Regions from separate parts of the Mus musculus genome. Here region 1 is linked to region 2. The links are chromatin contacts, called in public Micro-C maps. All regions are on one chromosome and are shown on one strand. Each heading gives the region's core, a stretch centred on a gene start, on an enhancer-like site or on the middle of the called end of the contact. The rest is flanking DNA. Distances are from core to core; before and after follow the strand shown. Region 1 overlaps St8sia4 (ST8 alpha-N-acetyl-neuraminide alpha-2,8-sialyltransferase 4). Region 2 has its middle 160 kb from the start of Fam174a.

The links. Hi-C and Micro-C count contacts between places; a contact is called where the count stands out from the background.
Region 1: a contact with region 2 is called in a Micro-C map of macrophages, with 2.9 times the contacts expected there. The contact joins two enhancer-like sites. A contact is called at or near these places in 5 of 484 Hi-C or Micro-C datasets (the C10 cell line, bone marrow-derived macrophages, erythroblasts and 2 more) and 5 of 115 datasets of contacts at active chromatin or transcription factors (CD8 T cells, the HPC-7 cell line, cardiomyocytes and 2 more).

Annotation. Positions count from the first base shown.
Region 1 is chr1:95,641,441-95,646,622 of GRCm38.p6, forward strand. The region is part of intron 3 of St8sia4 (ST8 alpha-N-acetyl-neuraminide alpha-2,8-sialyltransferase 4); the gene reads right to left. Among named protein-coding and RNA genes, the nearest start is that of St8sia4, 24 kb to the right of the region's middle. Within about 2 kb of position 2,876, at least 10 of the 459 cell types and tissues checked have an H3K27ac peak or open chromatin away from gene starts, as enhancers often do. A contact at or near this core is called in bone marrow-derived macrophages and macrophages, where this site is marked.
Region 2 is chr1:95,467,489-95,472,784 of GRCm38.p6, forward strand. No RefSeq gene overlaps it. Among named protein-coding and RNA genes, the nearest start is that of Fam174a, 160 kb to the left of the region's middle. Within about 2 kb of position 1,478, at least 67 of the 459 cell types and tissues checked have an H3K27ac peak or open chromatin away from gene starts, as enhancers often do. A contact at or near this core is called in bone marrow-derived macrophages and macrophages, where this site is marked.

The DNA.
Region 1 (5,182 bases), core at 1,626-4,125, 180 kb after region 2:
GCTCCAGTTTCTGCCTCCAGGTTCTGGGTGTCATGGACTCTGCCTGGAGTTTCTGCCTTGACTTACATCAATGCTAGACATAGCTTGCAAGCTGAAATAAACTGAGTCTTTCTCAAGTTGCTTTTTGTCAGTATTTATCACTGTAGCAGAAGCAACACCCCAGAGACCTATCAAACTTGCTGGAGCCACACCTCTCAGAATCCTTACCTTGAAAAATCAATCAACCAACATATGACACCCATACAAACCCTATTCAAATATGGCAATTCCCAGCTAGGCAAAGGTTGAAGTCTCCTTGACTATCTCTCAAGATTTGAGTTAGCTGTCTGCACAATAGCCTTAGTTCCTTGCTGAGGACAATAAAAGTTACAACTCACATTTTTATAAAATGTGTGCTTTTTAAAGGCAAAATTCCAAATCCTCATTTACTCAATTCAGAATTCTGCTGTGCCAAACTTCACATATCAACATACAATATTCAGATATGGTAAAAAATCTATTACATTAAAAACAATTGCCCAAGTATTGGAAATCTTCTTAGCAGATAATTAAGGAGGTGAGAAACAGCTTCAATATAATGGGCACCAAATTAAGCATTCCAAATTGGAACAATTTTTCTATAGTACATATAAAAATTGTATCTGAGGAATCTAAGGAAATTAAAAGGGATCAGAGGATGTATTTGCAAAGTTAAAATTATAACAGCTTTGTGATGTTAATAATTAATAATCAAAACTAAAAGTGTTTAAAGAAAAAATGTATATTCCTGCAAAATATTCCATTAACATGGCATGTACAAAGCACAGCTAGCAAGGGACACTGTTGATTTGTAAAATTAATATTAATTATGAAGCGGAAGCAATTTCATGAGGAAATATGAGAAATTTGTTGAAGTGCTACCCTCTTTTCCATTTCCTACCAGAATCACCATCGTATACAGAAGTCTTTTTATAATGGAATCCTTTGTCTTGTTTTGAATATTATTCTATTCTATTTCAATTACTGCTGCCATGGTATTGTTGTTGTGTTATTCCTCTTTACATATATGACTACCCATATAAAATTGAAACTCCAAATAACATACATGCAACTTTATACCTATAACATTTGTTAAGCCATCTAATGCTGGATAGTTGCGGATGTTTTTATTACAGTTCATTGAGTGAATAAAACACTAGCATCATAAATGGAACAAATTAATGGAATAATTGCTTATATTTTAAACCTGAATCACTATCATAATATGATTGCATTTGTGAATCTTTGTACAAAATTTAACTTCTATCTTTTATGAGATTTTATGTTTTTGACTCCTGACTTTATTGTTTGTCTGATCATTTGTGTTAGTCACTAAACATAAAGGAATCAGTTTTGACCTTGTACCAGATGGTACATGTGTGAGTTAATGAGATCTTAAAACCACATATTTGATGAAGAATTAGTAATCATGTTTTATTAATGCAAAAACATGCCCCATTGATTTGCAAATCTTGAAGACTAGGGTTTAAACTATGCACTGAATCAAAAACATTGAACTCCAAACTTATCTCCAAACTTACAATTGGAAATGGTTTTCTGTACTTAAATAATATATTCTACCTTACAAAAACAAATAAAAACAATCAATACAGTATCTACAACAGAGCTATAATCCAAGCATTAATACATAAAACTATAGTTCATGAAATCTCAAAAATTCAATACTTAATTAAAAAGCAGTTCTTTGGGCTGGATAGATGGCTCAGCAGTTAAGAACTTTGCTACTCTTGGCAGATGCCCAAAATCAGTTCCCAGCATCAATGCTAAATGGCTCACAAGCACTTGTAATTCCAATCTCAGGAGGACCCAATGCCTCTGATGTCTGTGGGCACCCCTCACTCATGTGTACACCTCCCCCACTCTCACATAAGACATATTTAAATTGAAAATAAGTCTTAGCAGAAAAACAGTGCTAAGTCTCTTTTTGTAGAAACTCAAAATCCAGTCCTTCTTACTCTTTATTAGGTGCAATGTTCCTATGTACAATGTTTATAATTTTAAATGAACTTTTTCAATTAAAGCTAGTATTTTTACATTTTTAAAAATTTGGATTCATATTCACTGCACAGAGGAAATCTATTTACTTTACATGCACACACACAGAGACATGAGATCATAAAAACTGAAAACATTCTAACTAATAATAAGGAATTGTTTCAAAAATATGATCCTTGCAAGTCCTTTCCAAATAATTACTTAACAGTAATTATTTGACACCATACTGGCTATTAATTCATATTTTTACGTTTCTAGTAATAGATGAGTCAATTGGTATTTCACAACTGCATTTTATAATTCCAGGAATTTTAATTCTTGCCAGTAAAGTAGCAGATACAGTAACTAGGTTATACCCCCAAGAAAAGTGCCAAGGTCTTTTCCCTAAAGCCACCCTGAGTGATGATTTTGTACAACTACTTCTCTTCCTTCGTGTAATTCTTGTAGTTACTGGTTTTTCTTTACACTTTTCATATAATCTATGAACTCCCTAGAACTTGATCACATCTCATTTACATCACACCTCCATGAATCATTGAATGCTGGGATTGTTTTTCTTCATCTAAACAGATGTGATCAAATCCTGATTTTACATCTTAGGCAGCTGTCAGGCGATCATCAGAAGGAAGGCAACATTTCTGAACCAACAGAAACAAGAACCATATTAGGGACCATAACAATATGTGTTATTTCCACAACTTTGCTGATGGGGAAAAATTTTTGGCTATAAACTGTGGTAACAAGAAGGAAAAATTTCTAAACAATGTAAGCCCACGGGCCTTGTTGCAAAGACATCCATGAATCATAGGAAATCACAGGGTTTGAGAGTCAGAAATGAGTTCAGGAGACCATTGAGTTCAACTTCCTCATTAGGTGAGTCGAGAAAATGAATCCCAATGTTCATTGTCTCCTTTGTTAAGAGTTACACTACATTTAACTGCTGTGCCAGCAGTAGAATCCAGAGTTCTTTGTTCTCAAATGATGATCCTTTAAACTGTTATTTCCTGTTAGTGGTTATCCTGTATAGCACAATGGGACAGTTAACTATAAATATTGGCATCTTCTGTGTGTATGAGTTATATTTAGGATGATCACAATATAAATGTACTGTGTATTAGTCAGAAGTAATCTAAAGGATACGATCTATTTATTGAATAACTATGCTGAGCACTTTATGCTATGTTTGTCCTAGAAACCTTCATTATACTCCTAAATGCAGACTGAATTATTAAATATAAATTATTTTCTTTATACTATCTGTTTTTGTTTGAATTCACATTAAATCAGAGAGGTAATACATAAATACATGATTTAAATTGTTGTATAATTTTGATTAAGACATTTAGGCTTTAACGTAAAGCTCGTGAGTGTGTCCTGGTTACTCTTCTTCAAGATATTTAAATGTATTTTTTGTTCATAGAAAGATCTTAACAGAAAGACAGTCTCATGGTTAGACCATATACTACAACCTATTCAACCATATACATTTCAACTTGATGGTTTTAACTTTGGGTTTCATTTATTAAAAATAAAGTTTTATAGTCCTAGTCCACACTTTGAGTAATTATTGCTGCCCTTTGAAAGTATCAGATTTAAAGTGGCATTCTTCCTTCTGTCCACCATGGTGTCAACAAAAGTTAGGACATAATTTAGAGATGTCCTTAGTTTCACAGTAGACACACAATTAATGTTTCTCAATGTAGAAGATTCCTGACTCATCTTTACCATTTAAAGTTCTAAATGGGTTTTGTTGTTGCTGTTGTTGTTGTTGTTGCTGCTGTTTTAAATGTTTTTAGTCTGTGTAGAAAATACTGGTGGGATTTGACTAGAAAGAAGGCTGTGTTGTTTTTTGTTCCACATACTGACTACCTCCAAAGAAGCCCTACACATATGGGTCTATGAAGAAGTATACAAGGTTGACCTGTGTGTGAAGCACCTTTAGACTCAGATAGTACAAATTCAAATTCTCCATGATCAACCTTATATTTAATAGATGTCATAAAATGTCTAATCTTTCCTTAGAGTTTCATACTTATCTTGCTGATTATATTTTTCTTATTGTCTCCTCCTCACATCTGTAGCCTCTTTTCTTATCTCATCTTGGTACCCATTGTTTTCAGCATCACCTTTTGAACAACCTTGACATAAAAAGCCTAAATGCTCTAAACCCTGAAAGCCATTTGATATCTTCAAGATATTATAAGTGATGTATCATAGTCAAATGCTGTGCTCTGCTAATTTATTAGAAATACCTTCAGTCAATTTCTAAAAGGTGGTATGTAAAACGTAAGTGTCTATGCTCAGAAAAGGATCCAAACCTAAAACACCTCATTGCATATATTCAAATATTCTTAAATTTGAGAAAAACCAAATCAAATTGCTATCATAGTAGTAATTATTATTGTATGATAATTCCTTTTCAGCCTGAATCAATTGTATTCCCTTTGAGTTAATTGAGTTATTGGTTGAAACATCTTCATGAGCCTCACATTTTCTCCTACAACTGTTTAGATGAATATTTTCCCAGAACATGTGTAAAAGTAAGGTCAATCTTCCTTGGTCCTTTTGCTCTATATTACAAGTCCCACCACCCTATTCAGTCTTAAGAGTTCTCAATCAACATACTCCTGTATTGGCACACTAAAACCACTCTCCTTGTCCATGAATATTGACAATGCTATGTCCTTCTGCTTTTTGTCCCTTCTTTATATGCCAGCTGCTCTTCACCATTCAACTCAGACACAGCCCGCTTAAATGAACCTTGCCCAATTGCATGAACCTTTCCCTCCTTCTCCACTTTCTGTGCAGCAGTTCTGTTGAGTTTTGTCTTATACAGCAACTTGCATATGATTACTTCATGACCTTATGCCCTTGCCCCAGATTCTGTTCTCTCCGAATGTAGACATTTGTTTTCTTTAAATAAATCTACTTCAGCAGAACTCTTCATACTTCGATGGCTGATGATAAAAAATTATTTAAAAATCCAAAGCTATTATGTACTAAACATTTTTTGTTTGGCTTTGCATCAAAGTTTTTAAATATAGCATCCATGCAGAGAGGTATAATAGGTGAATCTTCTAGTTTTAAATAAAAACTGAAACCATATTTTTAAATCTATGGAAGAGCTAGTAAACTGGACATTTGGTAG
Region 2 (5,296 bases), core at 228-2,727:
TGTGTGTCACCCTACTCTCTCCCATCCTGCTAGATTTACAAGTGCTTGTGGTACTGGGCAGGAGGGTGGGGAGTATTGCTGAGACGTGGACTCTACTCCTATGAAACTGAAGTAAGAATATACTTCAATATAGATTTGTACTTGTAATGGCTTGTATCTTGGCTCTTCAAACAATATTGAGGCCTTCTCGTAACCTACAGAATCTGTGTATCTTCTTTTAAAAAATGCCTTTGCAAATGAAACTCATTTAGAGAACTTGAGATAACCATTCCGTTATTTAGGTGGGCTTTACACATAATGTAAAGATACCTCACAAGTATCTCTGTAAGAGGTGGACTAGAGCAGAGATGAGTACCTAGAGTCACAGCAAGCATTGAAAGCACTGTACAAAGCTCAAGTCCAAGTGGATCAAGGACCTCCACATAAAACCAGATACACGGAATCAAATAGAAGAGAAAGTGGGGAACAGCCTCATATACATTGACAAAGAGAAAAATCTGAAGAAACCACCAATGGCTCGTGCTCTAAGATCAACAGTTGACAAATGGAACCTAATAAAACTGCAAAGCTTCTGTAAGGCAAAGGCACTGTCAATAGGACAAAAACCACATCCCACAGATGTTGGGGAAACATCTTTACCAACTCTACATCTAATAGAAGAATAATATGCTGTTGGGCCCTATTTGGCCCTGGTTTGGGTCTTGAGGACAAACCCCAGCCTGGCTTGAGTTTTGAAAACTGTCTCAGTCACTTCCGTACTGGAGTGACTCAGCATGACCTGCTTAAGCCTGTCTCTGCTTAGCTACTGCTAACATAGAGTAACTTTGTTGGCTCTATCAGTCACCCCATACCCTTCCTCGTCCTTCCTCTTCCCCTATGTCATCTCACCTTAGCAAAAAAATTCCCACCTCCTCTCTCAGCCCTCTATAAACAAAAGACTGATACAATTAAGTTCCTGCTTTGACAGACTTCTGGCTCAGGGTGGTTATTCTCCAGTCTGCAGGAGATCTGAGCTGTGACATTCACCATCCTGTTTCAGCCCTGGAGAGACTTGGCTGGACCAAGTTCTCTCCTCTCAGCCTAGAGCTGCTGGCCAAGAGCAGGCAATATGCAAAATATACAAAGAACTCAAGAAGCTAAACTTCAGAGAACCAAATAACCCTATTAAAACTGGGGTACAGAGTTAAACAGAGAATTCTCAACTGAGGAATCTCAAATGGCTGAGAAGCACTTAAGGAAAGAAATGTTTAAAATATTTAGTCATCAGGGAAATGCAAATAAAAATGACCCTGAGATTCCATATCACACCAATTAGAATGGCTAAGATAAAAAGTGCAGGTGAGAGCAGATGCTAGTGCCGATGTATAAAAAAGAGGAGGCATTTCCTTCAAAGGAGATGTTGTTCTGCTGATTCCATGGTGTCAGGCTTCGGGTTTCTTGTGGCTTGAAAACATGAGCTATGGTTTAAGCCAGTAAGTTTCTCTCAGTGACCACAATGAAGAAACATGGTATTGCATGCATATGTGAAATATGAATGATATACAGCATGCAATGGGTTTATGAAAGTTTTGTCATGTCAAATTAGACAGTATGGGAGACTACATGAACCACTACATAGACAAGAGTTTGCTATGGAGTTGTTTCTTTCTTGCCTAACATTCCATGCTATAGCTTTTGTTTTAGCTATAACAGAGAGTCTAAGTGGATAAAGTCTTCCCAATATGACTGCCCAAAGGACAGAACAACAACATTGTATGGACACAAGTTGTATTTAGGAACACACAAACACACACAGACATACACACAGACATACACACACAGACACACACACATAAACACACACACATACGAATGTGTGTTTATATACATGTAAACATATGAACAAATATACATATGTGCTAATGAGAAATGAGATCATATGAAGAAGAGAAGACAGGTATATTCAGGAGGGTTTGTAGAAAGGAAATGCAAGAGGAAGATGTTGTAATTAAAATTCTGTCTCAAAAAATAAACAACAACAGAAGATTTCACTTGACAGCCAAGAGGAGTGGAAAAGAAAAGTGAAAAATGTTCCTAAAAGCATAAACATACTAAGAGCATTGTATTCTGGTTCCACTCTCTCTATGCGTTTACTCTCACTTGTTCATGATGCTTTAACATACTGAAATGTGCAAAAGTACCGAGGGACTATTGGGACAGCTGGACTTCTGCTCACAGCTCTATAAATTGCTTGCTTTTCAATTTATACAGGCTCAGGAAGTTCTGAAGTAAAACAAAGAAAAATATAGTGCAAAAGAAATATAAAAATAGAGCCGGGCGTGGTGGCACACGCCTTTAATTCCAGCACTCAGGAGGCAGAGGCAGGTGGATTTCTGAGTTCGAGGCCAGCCTGGTCTACAAAGTGAGTTTCAGGACAGCCAGGACTATACAGAGAAACCTGTCTTGAAAAACCAAAAAAAAAAAAAAAAAAAAAAAAAGAAATATAAAAATAATGCCATAAGTAATCCTTTCCTTAACAAATTCTAATCTTGGTAATTGGAGAAAGGGACTGGGTAAAATGGTACAAAAAATAGATGCTGGGATGAGCTGAGTTCTAAACCTTGATTAAATTAGTATATCAACTGTCATAAAGATAGACATCATAAAGATAGAGATCTTGATGGGTTTGTAATGATAAGGGACATTAAGGTTTTGGACTCTGTATTCTTTTCTCAAATATTGACTACAAATATCCTGACTATAAATACTTTCTAGACAGCTTACACCTATTGACTGCGTTATTATTACTTAAACTGCAAACCAGAAAGTTCAGGAACATTTACGTTTTCATTCAAGTGCATTCACACATAGCACATAAAGGCTTAAGTCACACATACATACATAGGGTCAGATACATATTTATCCAACAGATGCATATCATGCACACATGCAATCATCCCCATGCGCATAAAACATGTAGAATGTTGCATTAACATTACGACATTTTCTCCTGTTTCACCTCCATGAAAGAAAGCTCTCTCCCTCCCCATTTTATTCCCATTTTTCATTGGTTTGTAAAATATACTTATGGCCAAGCACACTCCCGTGGTTGTATTGCAAAGCATTTTTAACATATTTATCATGCCATAAACTAGCATGGTGACAGTACTTTAATGTTAACTGCTGCATTATTAATGGGGGATAGTTTGCCTTTACAGAAGGTCCCTGAGTTTGTTGTGATTCACAGTCATTATGGCCAATAAATATGATGTGGGTCAGATTGGAAATGCAAAGGGCTTGGTGAACTCTGAATGACTTAGATATGCTTTGAACTTTTTCCCTCATAATGTCAAGATTCTGGTTCAAAAACTGTGACTTGCAGCAACTATTTTTAATGCCATGAATGGTTATTCTCACATAAGAGAAAAAACTGATTTATTCAAGAGATTTTTTTTACCTTGTATCTTTTTTTTTTTAAGATTTATTTATTTATTCTATGTAAGTACACTGTAGCTGTCTTCAGACACTCCAGAAGAGGGAGTCAGATCTCATTACGGATGGTTGTGAGCCACCATGTAGTTGCTGGGATTTGAACTCCGGACCTTTGGAAGAGCAGTCGGGTGCTCTTACCCACTGAGCCATCTCACCAGCCCTACCTTGTATCTTTTATACTAACTCTAAAATATACTAGCTTAAGTACACAATGACATGGATTAAGGAAAGACTACTGGTTAGAAATTCAGTGGGTAAATAAAAATTCAGATGATATATTTGTATCTGACATATCAATTTGTCAAGTTGAGTTCAAAATCTCTTCCTTGGATTAAATTCATATACATAAACATATACATGTACATGTACATATACATAGTGCACTTTAAAAACATGTAGCCCATAATGATAAATACAAATACATAAAGAGAATGAATAGATATAATATGAATAAGGAAAGTACAAAACTCCCCTGACAAATACATAAGTAATATTCAGTCATATTATAAAAAAGCAAAAATTCAAGTCAAAGTTTACTATAAAAATTAACAAATATTTCCAAAAAGCAATCCTGATATTGAAATGATAAAATAATGAACCTGTCTAGAAAATATGTATCAATGCAATTGAAAATCTATTTTTAATAAAGTTGTACTAATTTTTAGTTTTGGTACTTTTTAAAAGACAATACAACATAGTTACAAACTCCAAAAAAGAAAGAGGATAAGTACAAGGACATTTCATACACAATCAGCTTAGAAATGCTCTGCTTCATATACTACACAATTTGATACATATTATGCCATTCTAATAGCGAAATGAAATGTTGTTATTTTATATTAAATATACGCTCAAAATAATGCTTATACTTTTATCCTGAGTTATGTTCTATATTTATTTTTATGAGCATTCATTTGAATTATTTCTATGTATATATACATGTTTATAATAGAAAACTTGAAAGTGTAGTCATAAATAAAAAAGAAGGGAAATATAAATGTAATATTTTAACATTAAATTATCATTTCATTACAATATATATGTATATATGTATATGTGTGTGTGTGTTTGTATGTGCATATGTGAAAGAGAGTGTGTATATGTGTGTATTCCACTGATTTGTGAATATTCCATCTTTGTTATAGAATTTGTGAAATCAAAAATGATTCCTGAATATTTCAGATATTAGATAACAGAGCTCATTTAGAAATTGTCTTGCTTTATATCAACTCAATTATATATTTCTTCCTTTTTAAAATTTATTTATTCTTCTCTCATCTACTATATTCTGACTGCAGTTTCCCCTCCTTCCACTGCTCCTAGTCCCTGCCACATACCCTCTCCCCCAGATATTCTCCTCCTCTGCTTCTCTTCATAAGAGCACGGTCCTCCCAGGATATCAACAGAACATGGCAAAGTAAGTTACAATTAGGACTAGGCACACAGCCCTCATATAAAAGCTGGACAAAGGCAACCCAGTAGGAGGAAAAGGGTCCCAAGAACAGGTAAAAGCACCATAGAAACCCTCAATTTCCACTATTAGGAGTCCCACAGAATATCAAGCTATACAACCATAACATAAATACAGAGGACCTAGTACAGACCCATGCAGGCTCCATGATTTTTGCTTCAGCTTCAGTCCCTATGAGTCCTGCTTGATTGACTCAGTGCGCCATGTTCTCATAGAGTCCTTGACCTCTTTGACTCCTAAATTCTTTCCTTCTCTTTTTCTGTGGGTTTCCCAGATCTCTGCCTAAAGTTTGGTTGTGGCTCTCTGCAAATGTTCAAATCAGTTGCTGGCTAGGCATTGGGGGTGGATGGGGGT